Linked DNA regions of Gossypium hirsutum: region 1 is linked to region 2. A link is a contact called in public Hi-C data. All regions are on one chromosome and are shown on one strand. The core of a region is the stretch at or near the end of the contact, and the rest is flanking DNA. Distances in the headings are between cores, read along the strand shown.

Region 1 (5,956 bases), core at 2,749-5,248, 140 kb before region 2:
TTCATTTATGTGTTTTCAACATCGTTCTTCGGTTTTTTTCAAAAAATATCGTTTTTAGATGGCTATGCAATTGAAATTTCTTTGATTCCTTTCATGATTTTGTTGGAATGTCTTCTTCTTAAGTATTCGGATCCGATTTCGTTTTTTTGGATTTTAGTATTAACTTTTTCTTGTTCTTTTTTCATCTATGTACTTAAAAGTTAGCAGCATCTCTCATCTTCTCTTGTTTCTTTATATCCTTGCTTGTCAAGGTCTTATTTCACTAATATTTGAAATCTTGGATTTGCAGCTGAAATGTGGGAGGTGTGGAGAGTTGAGTCAGAAGGAAACATGTGTGAGTTTGGGCGATACTGTTCCTCTTCTACAAGGCAAGGGAACCACCAATCTTGTTCAGAAGGTAATATTATATGCTTGTGTTGCCTGTAAATGCATTAGCTTCAGTTGAAATTCATTAGGACCTGTTGAATTTATGTTTGTTTGTTTGCTGAGAGCGTAGGGGTGACAACAGAGACAAATTCTAGTTCTTATAAGTAATACTCTGAGTTCTACTTAGTGAATTTCTTTTAAAATGCTCATTCAAGTTGAATCTAACCTCTCACTTGGGCTGCACATGGTAATACTGGTTTTGGTTTAGCAGAAAGGAAACCCGCTGATAAATATTAGAGGGTAACACTTCATAGCCAACAGTTACCCCAATCATATTCTTGGTTTTGAGATTCCCTATCCTGTGTTCTGTAATTAGGAAAGCTTTATTAGATAGACCTGTCTTGCATTTTATGCCATTCAGATATCTAATGTAGATAATTTATGTGTTTAACTTGTATAGAATGAGACTTTTGCATTTTTTATGGCATTACTTGTAGTTACTTCAGTTCCAGAAGTTCAATTTGCTATACTGGGCTTCTCCTTTTTTCATCCACCTAGCTCTTAACTTCTAATGATTAATGGTATGTGTTGCCTTTTCTTTCTTTCTCTAGTGCAAATTTTGTATGAGGGAAGGAACTGTAACAATGATCCCGGGCAAAGGTCGACCACTGACTCAGGAAGATTGTGAAGGCGGAAAGTTTGCACCTTTGATGCTTTTTGACTGCAGGGGTTACGAGCCTGTAGGGTTTGTATTTGGCGTTGGCTGGAAGGTTGAATCTGTAAGTTTTTGTTCTTCTTCTTCCACCCTAGATGGTTTTTTTCGGACACAGCTAATCATAGCAAGGGCTTTGGGATGTAATGTCATGTTAGTTATCAATTTTCCAGTTCCAAGCATACTAAGTACATCTTCTTTGCCTTTAAAGACCATAATAACCAGATTCATAGATGTAAAACATCGGGATTAATCACTATATAGAAGTCGCATGTCCTGAATCTTTGATGAATTTCCTAACCAAGAAGCACATATTGGATTTTCTCCACCCACTTCCAAAAATGTATAATAACTTATCTTGCTCCCAAGCTAAGGTCGATTTAAACCATGTCTCCAATGGAATGAAATGGGCAAGGCTTGCTAGAAATTTACAGTTTATATTGCACTTTTGTGCAAATTTGTAGGTGATACTCTCGTAATTGCATTATCATACTGACAAGCAGTAGTCACAGTTACGTGTTGCCATTCCCTTTTTTATATATTTAGCCAATGTCAAGATGTGTTCTCATGTTAACTTACTGTAATTTCTTTTTGTAGCTGGAAGGAACTAAATTTGAAGGTATTGACTTATCTGGAGATGACTTCTCTGAATATGATGAGAAGGGAGAGTGCCCTGTGATGATATCCAACCTCCGTTCTACTTTTGAACCGGTGAAGTAGAGTAATACTGCACACTGTTTTAGTAAATAAAAACTAACAGGTCACCAAGAATGAGGTAGAAACCATTGACCGGAATACATGTTGGCATTAAGCTATTATATCCTAAGGTGGTCTGATGTGAAACATTACAGTTTGGTGCATGTCCATGGATACACTGGCAATGGTTTTACTGATTAGTGAATCACGTTATGTTTGTACTTTTATGGTTTTCTCAGTTTTCATAATGATTACACTAGGTGCAATCACTCTTCGGCTTGGATGAAAAGAAATAGGTCGTTTTCTCTGTATTAAATATTTTTGTTTCTCATGTTCTAGAACCAATTGTTTTAAGACTCGGAAAAGCTTTATGATTCTTGCTATTCAGATAAAGAACTGAAATACATATCAGATCTGGTCTGCTTGGTTTTTTTCCGTTTCGGCAATCCTATTTGGAAACTAGCTATATCAGGTATGCAAGGCTGTTCAGTATATTTGCTAATGCATCTCATAAATATCAGGTATAGTGAGAGATTGCATTTTGCTGGAAGGAAAGGATATTAACACAAATGTGTTGTTTTAACCTCTTAACTTCTGCATGCATATTTGTCATGGTCTAGAGACTGTCATGAATCTCGTATCAACTATGTATCAAGAGTTGGGATTAGGATATTGGTGCTCGTACCATCTTTAACTTGCGACTCTCCTGTGGATAAATACGTCTAATGGATCGAAATAGAGAATAATTTGTGAGTTGGTGTTTATCGTGACATTTGATATTAAAGCTGGTTTTGGGAAACTAGTGATGTGCCACTATCAACTGTGAGTTCTTGTTATCTTAAGATATACCAGTCCAAACCATCTTTGAACTTTTGAGGTGTTCTCTTTTTCTATATAAAAGTACTGAGTTAAAATTTTTTTTGAACTTTTTTTTGAATTGATGAGATTTTTTTTCCATCATATTACTAAATTTATATTTAAAAATGATAATAATTTAATTTACTGTTAATTTTAAAATTAAGTTATTACTTGAATAAAATTGTAAACATAAAATATAGAAGTTACAATTTAAATTGCAATTATAAAAAAATTTGTGTTGATTGTATTGATGTAAAATAGAATTATTATTTAAATTGAATTTTAAACATATTAATTATTATTTAGTTAATTTTAGAATTAATTATATTAATTAATTATTAATATGTTGAATAAGTTAAAAAGTATTTTAATTAATTTGAAAATTTTTTATTGTAATATTTGAATTGATAAATTATTTTTTAAAAGTAGAACCGGCATAAATGCATTAAATTGGGGAAAGATAACAATGGTTGAAAAAACAGCTTCCTAACTAAGCAAGGTGCCTCAAAGAAACAAACCCTAAAAAACTTAAACGACGCGTTAAGCATCCTAAAACTGAAAAACAGATCAATTTCCTAAAAAATCTAAAACAAAGAAAAAATCTGAAATGCCTACAACTTTCCCCTTTCCTTCATCTCTGTTTTGCCTTCCGGTAATTCTCTTCGCAGAAACGAGAACCAGTGCTCCTTTGTATCACATACTCGTTTTCGTTCCCCAGGTTCCCTATTGACTGCTAAGCATGTGCGTTGCTCCGTATTATTAAAATTGAAAGTCTCGATTAACCAAAGTTTCCATTCTGTGTTTTCATGTGTGGGTGCGATCCGAACTTCCAACCTCTGGAGGACTTGCTTCGCAACATTACAGTCTCGGAAGACATGTGCAGTTGATTCGTCATCTTCACCGCAAAGTGGACATAACGCTTCAAATCTCAGCCTTCAGAATTTTAGATTACTTAGAGTAGGCAGAAAATTGTTTGTAATCCTCTATAGGTTAATCTTAATCTTGCTGGGAACTTTTAGGCCCCAAATTGCTGTATAATAATTTTTCATCTGTTCTGTCAAAATTGTATTTTCATTTCCTAGCAAGTGTGCTTCTTCTGTAATACTCCATATGTATCCACTTTTTGCCATGTATTCGCCTGATTTGTCACCCTGCCAGATCATAGTATCTGGCTGCAACGTATTCCCCAGGGGAATGGTTCTAATCCTTTCTGCTTGGTCTTCATCAAAGAGGCTCCTTAACACATCTTACTTCCAGGTAATTAAATCGGGATTATTAAGTTCTTCAACCGTAGTATACCTCCAATCGATATTCTGAAATTGTTAATTTTCGTTTCCAGGGTATTGAAGCCCTGTGTCATTCCAGATATTAATAGAATTCCCGTCGCCTATCCTCCATCCAACACCTGATTCTAAAATATTCCTTATGCCCCATACCCTTCTCCAGGTAAATGAAGGGTGATTTCCTAACTCAGCTTTAAAAAAAATCACCGCGTGGGTAGTAAGTAGCTTTCATGACTTGAGCTAGTAAACAATTAGGATCGGTAATAAGTTTCCATCCTTGCTTTGCTAGCAAGACTTTATTAAAATTTGATAACTCTCTAAAACCAATCCCCCCATGCGCCTTTGGTGAACATAAAAACTTTCAACTACACTAATGAATCCCTTTATTTGTTTTTAAATTTCGCCACCAGAACTTACACAATACTCTCCAACTCTCCAACTCTTGACATAATGAAACTGGTAATTGGAAACACTGCATAGCAAACATGAGAATAGCTTGTAGTATTGATTTAATAAAAACCTCCTTTCCTCTTATGGAAAGGTTGCGAATGCTCCAACTTTTTACTTTTGTCAAAAATCTTTCTTTAATTTCAACAAAAGCGTCTTTCTTTTCCTTCCCACCATTGTTGGTAACCCTAGGTACTTTTCAAGATTATTAGTGATTCGAACACCCAAATCTCTTCTTATTTAAATCTTGAGCTCATCACTTATGTTATTACTAAAATAGATTAAAGATTAATCAAAATTCATCATTTGCCCTGAGATTGCCTCATATTCATTTACCACAATCTTGATAGTTAATACCTCCTCTTTTGTTGCATTTCTAAATAAAATATTGTCACCAGTAAAGAAAAGATGAGTAATTGGCAAACCACTTCGTCCCACTTTCACATTTTCTAATTTCCCCTTCCCTTTTCGCAAGATTAAGTAGCCTTGAAAATCCTTCCGCACAGATGAGAAATAGATATGGGCTTAGGGGATCCTTTTGCCTTAAGCCTCTAGTTGGTTTGAACTCCCTACCTTTCCCTCCATTAAGAACCATATGAGACACTGTTAATACATCTCAAGATCAATGAAACCCATTTGTGATCGTAACCAAGTGTTCATCATTTTTCCAATAAAAGGTCATTCAACCTTATCATATGCTTTACTCATATCTAATTTTAACACGAATGACCCTCTACCCAACCTTTTCTTCTTAAAAGAATGCAATAGCTCATAGGCCACAAGAATATTATCGATAATTTGTCTACCAGGCACAAACGCTCCTTATGTTTCTTCAATACAAAAGCTTAGGGTCTTTTTAAATCTATTAGCTAATGTCTTCGAAATTAATTTGTATAGAACATTATGTAACACTCTTAACTTGCTTCTGTTTTCGGATTAGGATTACGGAGCATTACTATACAATCGAAAAAAATTTAATATCATAACATTTAAATAAATTAAACATATTATAATACATTCAATCACATACATTTTGCCCCTAAATCGAGCCTTCAAGGCCCTAAAAATAGCTTAGAAGCAATTCGGGACTATTTTGAAATAAAACAGAAGTTTTAAGAAAAACTTACCAATTTTGGAAAATAAGGGTCACACGGCTGTGTGGCCAGGCCGTATGACATCACCCCAGGCCGTGTAACTTTCGAATAAGGGACAAACAATCATGTCTCAGCCCGTGTCCCCACCTTTGTAATTCATTGGGATGCCCTATATGTTCGTGTGCCAGGTCGTTTAACTTTCTAAGTTGCCACACGCGCCTGTGTGTCAGGTCGTGTGTTAGGCCGTGTAACTCACTGACTTGAAACACTAAGAAACTCTCAAATGACACACGACCGTGTCGCCAGGCTGTGTACACACACCGTCATGTGATAGCCCATGTCCCAGGCGGTGTGAACCTATAAATTCACCTAAAACAAGCTATTTCAAGTTTAATTCATGCATAACTAGCCATTCAATTTGTGCACACTTTCAAGGGACTTAGCATCATTCAAGAACACATAATCATGCCATTTCAAACAACCTAAATCATCTAACCAAT
Region 2 (5,738 bases), core at 2,385-4,884:
TTACTGATTCAGTTTCATCTAACTCGTTAGAGACATCATCTCCGGTATACACCTCTTGATCAGTATCATTATTATAGTTATCTGACATTTTCATCTATAAAACAAAAACAAATATAATTAGCATCCAAATCTCGACTCAATTCTACTCAACTATGGCATGTACCTCTAGACTCAATTCTGAGCTCGATTTAGTTTGAGAATCGGCTAAACCTGTAAGCTCTGATACCATTAGATGTAACAACCCTAACCCATATTAATCATTAAAAAAGGTTTTGGAGCATTATGTAGTAAACGTAACCTAAATCATTTATTTCAAATTATTTCAATAATCATAACATAACCCATCATTAAACATACATATCGTCCCTTATTCAAGCCCTTGAGGACTTAGAATCACTTTATAAATGATTCGGGACTAAATTGGAAACATTTGAAAATTATAAGAAAAAGTTAGAAAATTTTCAACTGCAGGGTCACACACCTGTGTGGCCAGGCCGTGTGCCTCAAATGGCTAAGACACACGTCCGTGTGGCCAAGCCGTGTAACTCTCTTACTTGGGTCACAAGCCCATGTCTGTTGTCCGTGAGTGACACACACCCTTGTGGCCAGGCTGTGTGCATCCAAAAGTACCTTAAAACTCAAGTTTACCATTTCCTACTTACTTGGGAACTAAGCAACTCAATTACCAATCGTTTAACCTATTCAAAACACGATTAAACATGCCCAAAGTACCCCAAATTCATCACCTAATATGCCTAACCAATGTACCCTCATTGGTACCACATGTTATATCATCAAAACATATCATTCATGCACCATTCAAATCAAAGTTTTAAACATGCCAAAATTAATCAATTTGACCTAGCTTATATCTACCTAAAACATTAAACTTAAATTCACAAACACCTAACAAGTCTTGATTCAAATCAACATGCCAAATTATGGCTTCAAACACAAACATATATTTATCTACTCAAACCAAACTTATACTTATAACATCATTTGCAATCCGTCCACAAAATAACTATTAACTAAGACACTCTAGGTACATGCCATCACAAAAGGTAATCCATTTCAATCAACTACAATTTCAATTCACTATTAAAGTGCCAAAATACTCACCTCAACCACTTACCATATGCATTAAATAGAAATACAACAATTAACAACTAGGTCCGAATCTATAGAAATACAAATCGTGGATTCCGAGCTATTCAACGTTAATTTTATCCTTCCCTTTTTTATTCGAGGATTCTAGTACGACTTTAGCTATGGAATTAAAACAATTAAAATGCATCAATACAACACAATTCAATTTCACATTGAATATTTCAATTTTTACTTAATATTTGCTTAAATTCAAATTTAGTCCCTAAACCGAGACTAATTTGTATTATTCACATTTAATCTTATATTTTTATACTAATTTCACTTTAAGCTAAATTTTTCTCCTTATTTTCAATTAAACCCCTAAATTTTAAAATTTTCACAATTTAGTCCCTATTACTCAAAATTTATAGTTTGTTCTACAATTTAATCCTTTTCCATTTCTAACTTAAAAATCTATCGATTAAATCACTAATACTAAAACTATTAAAAAAATAACAATATTTAAAATATTAATCAATGTTAAAATTTTGACATGGGTCGGTAGTACTTAACACCGGGAATCCAAAAATATAAAAATTACAAGAAAAGAGACTAAATTGACTAACCGATTGAAGTTTGAACCTTAAGGTCCCTATAGCCGTGCGTTAACCCTTCTTCTCTTCTTTCTTTTTCTTTCTTTTATTTTCTATTTAATTGCATGCTTTCTATCATCAAATTTCACTTTCTTTTCATTTATTATTCTTTAATATTATATAATACATATATATATTTAACTTTTAATTTATTAACTATTATAATATATATAATAAGGTTACATATAATAATATATACATACTTCATAATACCGTCCACTAAACAAGGCAAATGTATATTTGTTACTTTATTCCCTCAATAAATTTTTGATCTATATTTCAACCTTTACCATATACGCGATTTAGTCCTTATACAATAATAATTATTAATTCATGTAAATTCACTTAACCGAAATCTAATTAACTACACAATTATTTGCGAGTCTGATTTACGAGAATGGAGTCTCGGGAATGCACATTCTGACACCCCTAACTATCGAGTTGTTACAATTCTCCCCCTAATTAAATTTTGTCCCCGAAATTCACTTAAAAAGATGTGGGGATATTGAAATCTCATCGTTCCTTCCGGTTCCCAAGTCGATTCTTCAACACTATGACTACGTCATAGCACTTTTACTAACGAAACTCGTTTGTTACGTAATTCTTTCACTTCGCGAGTCAAAATCTCGACCGACTCTTCTTCATAAGACAAGTCACGGGTGGAAGTCTAGGTGGAGGTCTCAACTGACGGCCGTTATGCGATCATAGATTGGGGTATAACGGGGGAGCTAGTTGACGGTCGTTACACGGTCATGAGCACAAACTTTTAGAATACTAAAAAATGTTGCATTATAAACTCCATACAAAAGTTTGAGGGCATAATCATAGGGAAAAACTATGGAGCTTCCAACTATAATCGGCATAATTTTTTTCTCCATTTCTAAGTAACCGGTACCTTTAACCTTTCTTCTTATCTGAAGGCCGAAACTGTCGTGAACGCAGGAGGACTCTCAAGCGAGGAGCGGTTATTTCGGTGGAGTAAAGATGATGCTCCTTTCGAGCCAATGACGACTATCATTATTAAAGAACTCATTAATAACTACAACGCTACAACGTCAACCCGAGTTTGACCTTTACTTTCACTGAAACATTCACTCTCCTTCTAAGAGTCCTCTTATATCCACCTCTGTGTTAGCCTTCAAATAAGAATGAATGGTTAAAGATATTGGCTGCCTGGAAATAGAGAAAAAAATTACATTGATTACACCGGAAAGCCCTTCGTTTTTCCTATGATTACGGCCTCAATCTTATGTATGGTATATCTAAAGCATCATTTGCAGGTATCGAAAAAGCTTGAACTCGTGTCCGTATAACAACCGTCAACTAGCCCCCGATTATACTCAAACCCATGATCGCATTACGACCGCTAACTAGGACCTCCACCTAGACTTCAACCCTTCATTGTATCAACCACTGTTACCCAAAAACCTTGATTTTCCCAAGACGGGTTTCTTAGGTAATGGTCCTATCCCGCGATGACATATGAAATGTGTGTGTTATGAGGCGCATTATCATATCCCCGATTCCTCAAAACTACCTATGAAATTTTGCAATTTCAATTGAAAACCCAATACCCAAAAAATCCTAAACCTTAAAAAATACTAAACCTAAAAATATTAAAAACCCTAACCTTGATAGAGAGAAATGAAAAACACATCCAACGGAACGCTTTCCATTTTTCTCTCTAAAAACGACTTATTTTCTTAATTTTAAAAAAACCTACCTAAAACCCTAATTTAAAAATAAAAACGACATACATATAAATCAGCCGCTCATTTGAGATTAATTGGAAGTTAATTCATTTATGAAATTTCCTTCCTCTGATTATTTGAAAAAAATATCTAAAAAATAATATAAATAAGTAATCCTTGACCCAACCCAACTCAGCCCATTGAGGTGGCAGGAAACGGTGCGTATTCGCCACGTTTTTTTAGCATCTCTTTTTCTCGATTGTTCTCTGTCTTTTGTGTTTTATTGCTTGTTTGGCTGCGAAGAAAGTGAGAGAGATCAGGCAAAAATGGCGTGTACGCACGACCACAGCTGCGAAGATCACGATTGTTCTTCTAATTGGTCTCTTTACAAGCACATCGACCTCGCCAAGGTTCTTTCTCTCTTTATTTTTATTTTAATTTTTGCTGGAATATTTTTGAATATTCTACTGATTCGTTACTGATTTTTATTGTCCTTAATTGATATTTGAATTATTAATTCGTTTTATGTTCTCAATCTTCTCTTTTAATGAATTGACATATTTGCTTTTGTGTTTTCTTGGAAATTTTGGTTATTGTTAGGTTACCGCTTTAAATGAGGCTAATCCAGGAAGTGTTAAATCGGTGTTTAAGGCTTGGGAGGAGCGATTAAATTCTTCTGGGGTAAATTTTTTTTATTTTTTAATTAAGTTTGCTTATATAAAAATAAATATGAATTTATTTAAACAAATGATGAGTGTGTTCAATTATTTCTGTAGTTTCATAATCCTTATTTAAAATCATTTTGTATTATGCATCTCAATGTCATTTCAATGGTATGGGTAGCTTGATAAGGGTTTTGAACCGTGGCAGGAACGCTTGGAAAGTAATGAGGGTGATCCTGAGTTACTTGTTTACATTCCGTAAGTGACTTTTTCTTTATTTGTTTTAGTGCCTTTTAGTATGACTTGACAGTTCACTTTGAAGGTCATGTATTACTTCTGTTAATGTAAAGTACGCGTCTAGAAGAGAAGTGAAGGTTCACATGATGGTATTAAGAGCCTCGGGTAGTGGTTGGATAAATGTTTAGGTGGTTTGAGAATGGTTTGGCAGAGTAAAAGTATCTTAGGTGTCTTAAGCATGAAGGTGGTAGAGATAGGTTATTATACCTATTGTGTTGGGATCCTCGTCTTATAGGTGTTTTGTGTAGGAAAGCTGCTGCTGAGTCATGGAGGACCCTCAACATGTCTCTGGGATGTGATTGGGAAGTGTCTTATCCTTTAAAGGGACCTCACATGGGTCCTGATGTTGTTGACGAGGGTCCAGGTGCCTTTGCAAAGTTTGCATCCCATGCCTTGCAGTCTTCAAGAGGTTTAAACAGCATAACCTTATAGTTAAGCTTGTAGCTAATAGGACATTCGGCCTTTGCCATGCTTGTCAAGAGTCCTTCATCTGTTTGCCTATGGTAACCTGTCTTGGCACTCTTTGGCTTGAGTCTTTGGCGGGGCTCTGGTGGTTTTAGCATTCCTTAGTTCTAGGCACAACTTCCATGGATTTACTAACTAGCATCTACATCTTCAATTTTAATGCTATAAGTGCCCATATTAAACCTTTGGTGTTTGAGGCTAAGTGAAGGAGGCATGTTGTTTGAACATTAGAGATGAAAAATATTTAATTTTCATTGCTAATTAGTGTTTGAGTTTTATCCTCATGTCTAACCTTCGTTCCTTGCTTGGTAACTCAGTGCATATTTGAAATGTATATTGAGATTCAAGTAATAGTTACATTGATGCATCTCCAAATTGTTGAATGAATTTTATAATTGTTCTTTTACTCGTCTGATTTCTCATATAACTTGATTTCTTATGATAGGTTTACATCAGATGTTAAGATCAAGAGTATATCAGTTGTTGGTGGTGCTGATGGAACAAGTCCTTCCAAGCTGAGAGTGTAAGTTCATATGACTTATCAAGTGTTCCGGTTAACTTCTGCTAGCTCTTAGCAATGAATGTTGGTATTTCAAATTTGTTTGAATGCTTTTGTAACTGCTTTCCCATTGAAGATATCTCTAAGTTCAACACCTGATACTTCTAAACAACATAATCTTGTGGTGGTTTGAAAGGGGATGTTGCTGCCCCATCTCCCTAATCTCTATGGATTTCTTCCAGTTGTATTTATGAAAGATTAATCTTTTCTTTTTTCAATTTGTCTTGATTAGATTTATAAATCGAGAAGGTATTGATTTCTCTGATGCTCAAAGCATGCAACCTGTTCAGGTACTGCTTATCTCCTCATGTCAAGGAATATA

What was found. Hi-C and Micro-C count contacts between places; a contact is called where the count stands out from the background.
Region 1: a contact with region 2 is called in a Hi-C map of leaf, with 2.1 times the contacts expected there. The contact joins the enhancer-like site here to the promoter of LOC107901495 in region 2. A contact is called at or near these places in 8 of 34 Hi-C or Micro-C datasets (anther, callus, fibers and 1 more).

The regions. Positions count from the first base shown.
Region 1 is chrD06:19,861,298-19,867,253 of Gossypium_hirsutum_v2.1, reverse strand. It overlaps LOC107901501 (CXXC motif containing zinc binding protein), which reads left to right. Exons shown (of 4, transcript XM_016827538.2): 2 at 290-397; 3 at 978-1,145; 4 at 1,676-2,185. The coding sequence ends at 1,798. Among protein-coding and RNA genes, the nearest start is that of LOC107901501, 3.6 kb to the left of the region's middle. Within about 2 kb of position 3,998, at least 7 of the 9 cell types and tissues checked have an H3K27ac peak or open chromatin away from gene starts, as enhancers often do. A contact at or near this core is called in fibers and leaf, where this site is marked.
Region 2 is chrD06:19,718,767-19,724,504 of Gossypium_hirsutum_v2.1, reverse strand. It overlaps LOC107901495 (PITH domain-containing protein 1), which reads left to right and starts at 3,634. Exons shown (of 9, transcript XM_016827528.2): 1 at 3,634-3,843; 2 at 4,034-4,114; 3 at 4,304-4,353; 4 at 5,303-5,380; 5 at 5,649-5,706. The coding sequence starts at 3,760.